Regions from separate parts of the Scylla paramamosain genome. Here region 2 is linked to region 1. The links are chromatin contacts, called in public Hi-C maps. All regions are on one chromosome and are shown on one strand. Each heading gives the region's core, a stretch centred on a gene start, on an enhancer-like site or on the middle of the called end of the contact. The rest is flanking DNA. Distances are from core to core; before and after follow the strand shown.

Region 1 (3,375 bases), core at 818-3,317:
GGTCAGGTGGTGTCCCTCTCCCACCATGTCAGTGCTCACTGTGGTGCCTCACACTCTTGTTGGCAGCCACTCCCTGACTCGGGGTCAGGTGGTGTGCTCTTATTAACCATGAAAATCCACAAGGTGTGTCGTGTGAGTCTGACCAGAGTGGGTGGTGTGGACCTTCTCCCAGGCCAAACTTAAGGTATCTGCGGTAAAAGCCTACCTGGGGGGGCCCATTACCATTTACCATTATATTTGTTACAGTTACTTGCATTCGTGCTCCCCCCCTATCATCCACGGCAACCTCACCACCGACACCATATTTATCCAGCACAACGGCCTCGTCAAGATCGGCTCAGGTAAAGTAATTTACCATATACTTTTCGGTTGATGTAGCTTTAAGGTGCTAGAAAGTAAGGTTGTTTTTTCTTTGAGAATAGTGACTTGAGATTGGTGCTGCCCGAAATTCAATTGGGACGTTTTTGTCTGCGTGGCTGTGACGTGATTTGGGACCACATGTTTGAGTTGTGCTTGTTTTGGCTGGATTGAGCTGCATGATACACTGATGTAACAGTTGTTAACAGTCATAGTAATGTTTGTGTCCCTTAAATGTCTGCCATGAAGGATCCTTTCCCCCAATCAGCTTTTGCATTTTTGCATGGCTGTTTTCATCAGCTCTCCAAGCTACAGCTACACTCACATGGGGACTAACCAAGGGGTGTGAGTGTAGGTGTGATTTGGGTCAGCTGATGTGTGGGCAGTGAGCTGTTGGCATCCTCAGTCCACCTTGGTTGTTGGGAGCAGGACACCCACATTGGTAAGTCTGGGCGAATGTTCATGTGAAACAGTCAGGGTGTGACTGACCAGCCACCAGCTCACTGTAAGTTGAGGGTAGCGCTTCTCAAGTCACGGAAGGGAAGTTAACTGATGATGGATCCTATTTTTCAGTGGCGCCGGATCAAATACATTCACATGTCAAGACCTGCAGGGATGACATGAAAAACATGCATTTCATAGCCCCTGAATATGGAAGTAAGTAGGATTCTGAGGCTTGGATATAGATGACCATCACTGCCATCTCACTACATAGATTAATGCAATCTTCATTTTGCTTTTGTGTGTTACATGGATGGCTTGTTTCAGATTCTTCTCCTGTCACACCAGCTGTAGACATCTATTCCTTTGGAATGGCAGCTCTGGAGATGGCTGCCTTAGAAATTCCTGGTAATGGAGACTCTGGAAATGTGGTTACACAAGAACAGGTGAGGATTTTGTTACCTGTGTCAGGCATGCCCTGTATGGCCATTCATACTTTTTTCATTCCCACATGTCCCAAGTATTTGTCTAACATTTATGTATTTTAAAAAGTAAGGAAAGGATAATTTTTTTGACTAGTGAGGGAAGGAAAAGATTGTGTGGATCAGATATTTGTAATTGAAATGATAAAGGAGCACTTAGGACAAGATGAATGCTTGTGTGCAGCACTCAAGGACCTAAAGAAAGTGGGTGACTGGACAGGGAAGCCATCGGGTGTGTTCTTAAGTGTTATAGTGTGAAAAGGGAATTGTTGGAAGGAATGAAGGCATAGGCACAAGTGACCCTTCTCCTTAGGGGACTGAACTCTTTATTATCCTAAAAAGCATTTACCTATAAATCCAAGCTATATATTTTGTGTGTTATTCATTTACAGTCATCTTCTGGTTACCCAGCCAGCCATTCTCCTACACAAAGAGCTCAGAGCTCATACTGACTGATCTTTAGTTAGGACTGAGACCATTCACATACTACACACCGGGACACCGAGTTCACAAACCCTCAGGTTACATCCCATACCTACTTGCTGCTAGGTGAACAAGGGCTACACATTAAGAGGCTTGCCCATTTGCCTCGCTGTGCCCAGGACTCAAACCTGGGCCTTCTTGATTATGAGCCGAGCATGCTAACTACTACCATGTGCGGTATGTGTGTGTGTGTGTGTGTGTGTGCGCACACACGTGTGCATGTGCGTGTGCGTGTGTGCACCTATGTGCATGCGTAGATGTATACATGGTTTTCACTTATTCCATTTTTATTTCAGGTGCTCAGAACTATACATTCCTTGGAACATGAACAGCAGAGAGACTTCATTCAGAAGTGCCTAATACCTGACCAGAGTCAGCGTCCAAGCACCACAGAGTTGCTGTTCCATCCTGTCTTATTTGAAGTTCATTCTCTCAAGCTATTGGCAGCCCATGCTCTTATACACAAACCCAAATGTGAGTAGCTTGACGTACATTATGAAGAGCTATGTTGTGAGAGGGATATCCTCCCATTTACTGGATTTTTTACTGTAAATATCTCAGTACACCTTCTTCTTTTGAGTCTTCATACATTTCATTATTATTTTATGTTATATTTTCATCTTCTTTTGTATAAATTGATACAATCTAAAGTCTTACCCTAAAATTTAATCTGCAATAGATATGTATCTGATATCCACATCCACAAATTAGCCACTCCCAAGTCTGCATCACCAATTGCAGTTTGAGTAACATGTGCATCTGCATACATACTTTAAGAATGAGGATATTAGGAATCTTTATAAGTAATATCTTCATTGAAACATCACAGAACACATCAGTGCATAAAGTGAGTTTATCCTGGATAAGCAGTGTAATGTTGAATTTGTGGCTTCACTTCTGTTTTACATTTTTAAAAGTGTGCTATATTTCCTGTGATGTACAGTTGCCAATTTCCTGCTATTGTGGCAGAATGTCAGATTATCTTGTTTTAGGGAAATTGTTTATGAAGGAAAATATATTGTTATTATTAACTAGAAGATTACTCATACTGATATAAAACATTAAACAGGATGTAGCAGTTACCTGAAAAAATGTGTTTATTTAGGAAAATGATTGTCTTAGAGGAAAATTTTTTTGTATGAATTCAAGATCAGCAATTCAGATTTTAAAAGAGAAAAGATGCTGTTTTTTCCTCATATTAGTGCACTTTTTTCAAATTTCAGCAAAGAAATTAATAGACAATTCCATCGAAGACATGCTTCAGCACCAGTACCACAGTGACAGTGTTGTGGCAGAGATCAGACACAGTAGTGGAGACCCTACGTTATTCCGAATGTCTGATATCCCTGTCTTTGAGAAGCTGGAGAAGTTTATTGAAGATGTCAGGTATGTTGATTTGTATGCATGTGTTATCTCCATTCACAAAATGTACTGTCTTTAATCCAGCTGCTTCTGATTTAGAGGAACTTTGATCCATCTTAAATTTGATGGGTAGTTTTACTGAGCCAAGATGTGATCAACAGGCAAAATACCAGCTTGCCTCATTAATACTGACCAGTATCTCAAAAATGAGTGTCTGTTGAATTAATACAGGTATATTTTTTTAGTTTAT
Region 2 (3,210 bases), core at 237-2,736, 80 kb before region 1:
GAGCATTTTTTTTTTTTTTTATTCATTATCTCACTTGGCATCTCCACCGCTGCAGAACTGTTCAATGGTTCGTGTTTTAAAGCAATGGCGAATTGATCTAAAGGGTTAAAAGCGTTAAGAGGGAAGCGACATGCGGGAATCGAACCTTACTCGACGTAGACATCTGCATCAGACGGTGACTACTGCACGGCATACCAATGATCACCAGCAGGTTATCTTTTATCCTTTTTCTTGTAAACGAGTGCAAATGAATAAATAAAACAAATAAATATAATAGGAAATAACAAAAATACGTTAGTAACAAACAAACAATTAAACAAGTCAATGAATACAACAAAAAAATAAATTAATGAAAACTACTAGGTAAACGAATACGTAAGTAAACTATAATAATATAGAAAAAAAAAATAGTGAATAATTCACACACGCACACACACACACACACACACACACACACACACGAAATTCATGAGCCTCCGTAGTTCAAATGTAAATTTCTATAGCAGTACTTGGCTAACATGTAACTTCCAACTCATCGATGATTAAATATCTGAAGAAAGCTGGGAAAGGCAAACTATAGTAGTATGAATGTTACATCACACTAGGGCCTGTCACGATCCACCGCCACGTGCTCCAAGGTCAAGAGACGGAGACGAACGCCGCTGCAACGCATAGCTTGATTCGCTCTGAGCTGCTCGTTGTGTTGGCTTATTTTTATTTATTTATTTATTTCACATCTAACTTGAGAGAGAGAGAGAGAGAGAGAGAGAGAGAGAGAGAGAGAGAGATTTTTGAAAATATAAATAAATAGGAGACAAGAGTACACACACACACACACACACACACACATATTAGCCTACAAAAAAAAAAAATGGTTTGTACCTATAATTTCTAGTATTTATTTAATTATTTATTTACGTGTTATTTAGCCATATCACGAGTAAGGAAAATATGGCGCATCAATGCAGCAGTTATTTTTGCTTATACAAAACTCTATTTGATAAAGCAGATATGATTACGCTGCGCAGACACATTGTTGATTGCACGTTCTTGATCTAAGCTTAATAATTTTTTGGCTACGCAGTGTAATACGTATGTTGTCACAATTCATAGTAGATGCCTCGTAAAAGTAAACTGCATTTATATTTCAAGTATAATAAAAGTACCCTCACAAATATGTTGCTAACGACACTAACATACCTCATTATTTACCATATAGCAGTCACAGCAGTCTGGGTAAATAATATATAGAAAATAAAGAAGCTGAAGGCAAGTTTTCTATTAGTTTGAAATGATTCCCTAAATAACAAAAGTATCGAATATCGAATGTATGTAAAACTACATTATAGTCACACATGTATATACAATTACTCTAATATGTTAAAAGATTGATTTTAAAGGTTGCTTTCTTATAAGAGGAAGGAATAAAAGCAGATCATATAGCGAGAAGTGGCAACCCCAGACAGCAGTGGACGGCAGACAGCAATCCACCACCTCAGTGTTTGATTGACCGAGACCAAGGGAGGATGTATAGTACGTGTTGAGTGCGCCGCGGGTTATTATCCGTTCCCCACATAAAACTTGAAAAGAAGCCCCCCAGTTCATTATGACGGGGAGTAAGAATGGCGGCAATGAGACCGAAGCTAAATCGCCTCGAGAAAGTGGCGAGGACAGTGAGGATGAAAGTGAAATATTAGAGGAGAGTCCTTGTGGAAGATGGTCCAAGCGGCGGCAGGAGGTAAGGTGCTGGGGTTGTTCTGGGTGTTGTGTATGTTGCTGCAGGGTATTGGGGTGTTGTGGTCTACTGGGCATGTTGTCGTGGACGTGGCAGGGCTATGCTGTACATGGGCTAGGTGGGAGTCCTGGTAATGTGAGTCCGTGTGTCCATCCCCCTGGTCCCCTCTCCCCCCTTAGGCATGACGCATCCCAGGGCGGCCAACCATCCTCCTCCCTGGACATTTCCTTGCCTCCCTCACGCCCCTAGTCATTGCACCCCACCACACATTACCAGCGGGACAGAAACTGCTATTGGCACTCGATCAGACCGTACAAAATATTAGGATTTGAGATCAGGTGACCTTTGGCAGGTATTGGGATGGGAACGGCAGGTGATCCAATACTGTGTGATGTCTTGTCTTTCCCTCATGCTCCTTTCTCTCATTCCCGGCTCCAGACACCTTTATAAATAGACATTCCGTTAAGGTTTACGTGTGGCGGTGTCTCGTGTCTCGGGAAATGTCTGTGTAGGGCGGCAGTGGGCGTGGTTACGGGCGTCCCACAGCCGTGTCCCCGTGGTCCTGCGAGGGGGTTGTATGAGGGGCAGCCTGGGACTGTGTGTGTTGGGCCTGGGAGGATGTAATGGTCAGGGATGTGTTGAGGGCAGTCATTGGTCACGTTAAGTAAGGTTGCCAAGTATTGATTTGGCGAAATGTGAAGATAGGCCAAGTAACACGGGGTGGTGGTGGTGGTGGTTGGTGGTGATGAGGGGAGCTGGCATCATGCGGTACTGATCATGCTCCACAAAGATCATTTCCATGTGTGCAGACAGTCCAAGTGCTGGTCCATCTGGCAATGCCATAAAGCTATTTGGAGTTTGGAAGAAAACTTTGTATGTGTGTAGGCTTCGTCTTGAAATGAAATTATTTTGTCATAAAATTACAAACTGTTGTCTTTCCATATTGTTTATGATTTGTGAGACAGCACTCACCTGGTTGGCTACCTTTTCTTCACCTATGTATAGGCATGTAGAAGTTATTTCAAATGAATATAAAGGTAGTGCAGATCTGTGGGTATGCCAGTCAAAAAGATTTCATTACTAGACCAAGCTGTACTAATAATAATGACTGAGTTGTGTAACATATGCAGAATATTGATAGCAGTGTTCAAATCTTAGAATTGATGAGCTCTAGGAAGGCTACTCCAGCATCTTTGGTCTATTTATGTATATAATTTACTTGGCTGACACCCTAGGGTAGCTGAGACGTGGTTTCTACATGACACCTTGTCTTATAGGAATAAGAGTAATTGAAGAGGGGATTCTCAGGCACAGTTTTGTTTCCTTTTATACAAACACTCCGAAGTGCATCACACACCATCCATATACATTCGCTGGCTATAGTCACTCAGGTATCTACACACAGCTGGAGCACAGAGTCACTAGGATGTCCCTGCAGAACACACAAGTCCAGATTTGGGCACCACAAGCTTCAC

The links. A called contact is a pair of places that touch in the nucleus more often than the background predicts.
Region 2: a contact with region 1 is called in a Hi-C map of testis, with 3 times the contacts expected there. The contact joins the promoter of LOC135103042 here to the enhancer-like site in region 1. A contact is called at or near these places in 2 of 2 Hi-C or Micro-C datasets (muscle and testis).

The regions. Positions count from the first base shown.
Region 1 is chr8:26,107,238-26,110,612 of ASM3559412v1, reverse strand. LOC135103042 (nuclear receptor-binding protein homolog) reads left to right here. Exons shown (of 12, transcript XM_064008938.1): 5 at 247-341; 6 at 931-1,014; 7 at 1,126-1,244; 8 at 2,060-2,237; 9 at 2,987-3,149. Among protein-coding and RNA genes, the nearest start is that of LOC135103041, 11 kb to the right of the region's middle. Within about 2 kb of position 2,067, the one cell type or tissue checked has an H3K27ac peak away from gene starts, as active enhancers do.
Region 2 is chr8:26,186,503-26,189,712 of ASM3559412v1, reverse strand. LOC135103042 (nuclear receptor-binding protein homolog) reads left to right here and starts at 1,486. Exons shown (of 12, transcript XM_064008938.1): 1 at 1,486-1,738. The coding sequence starts at 1,607.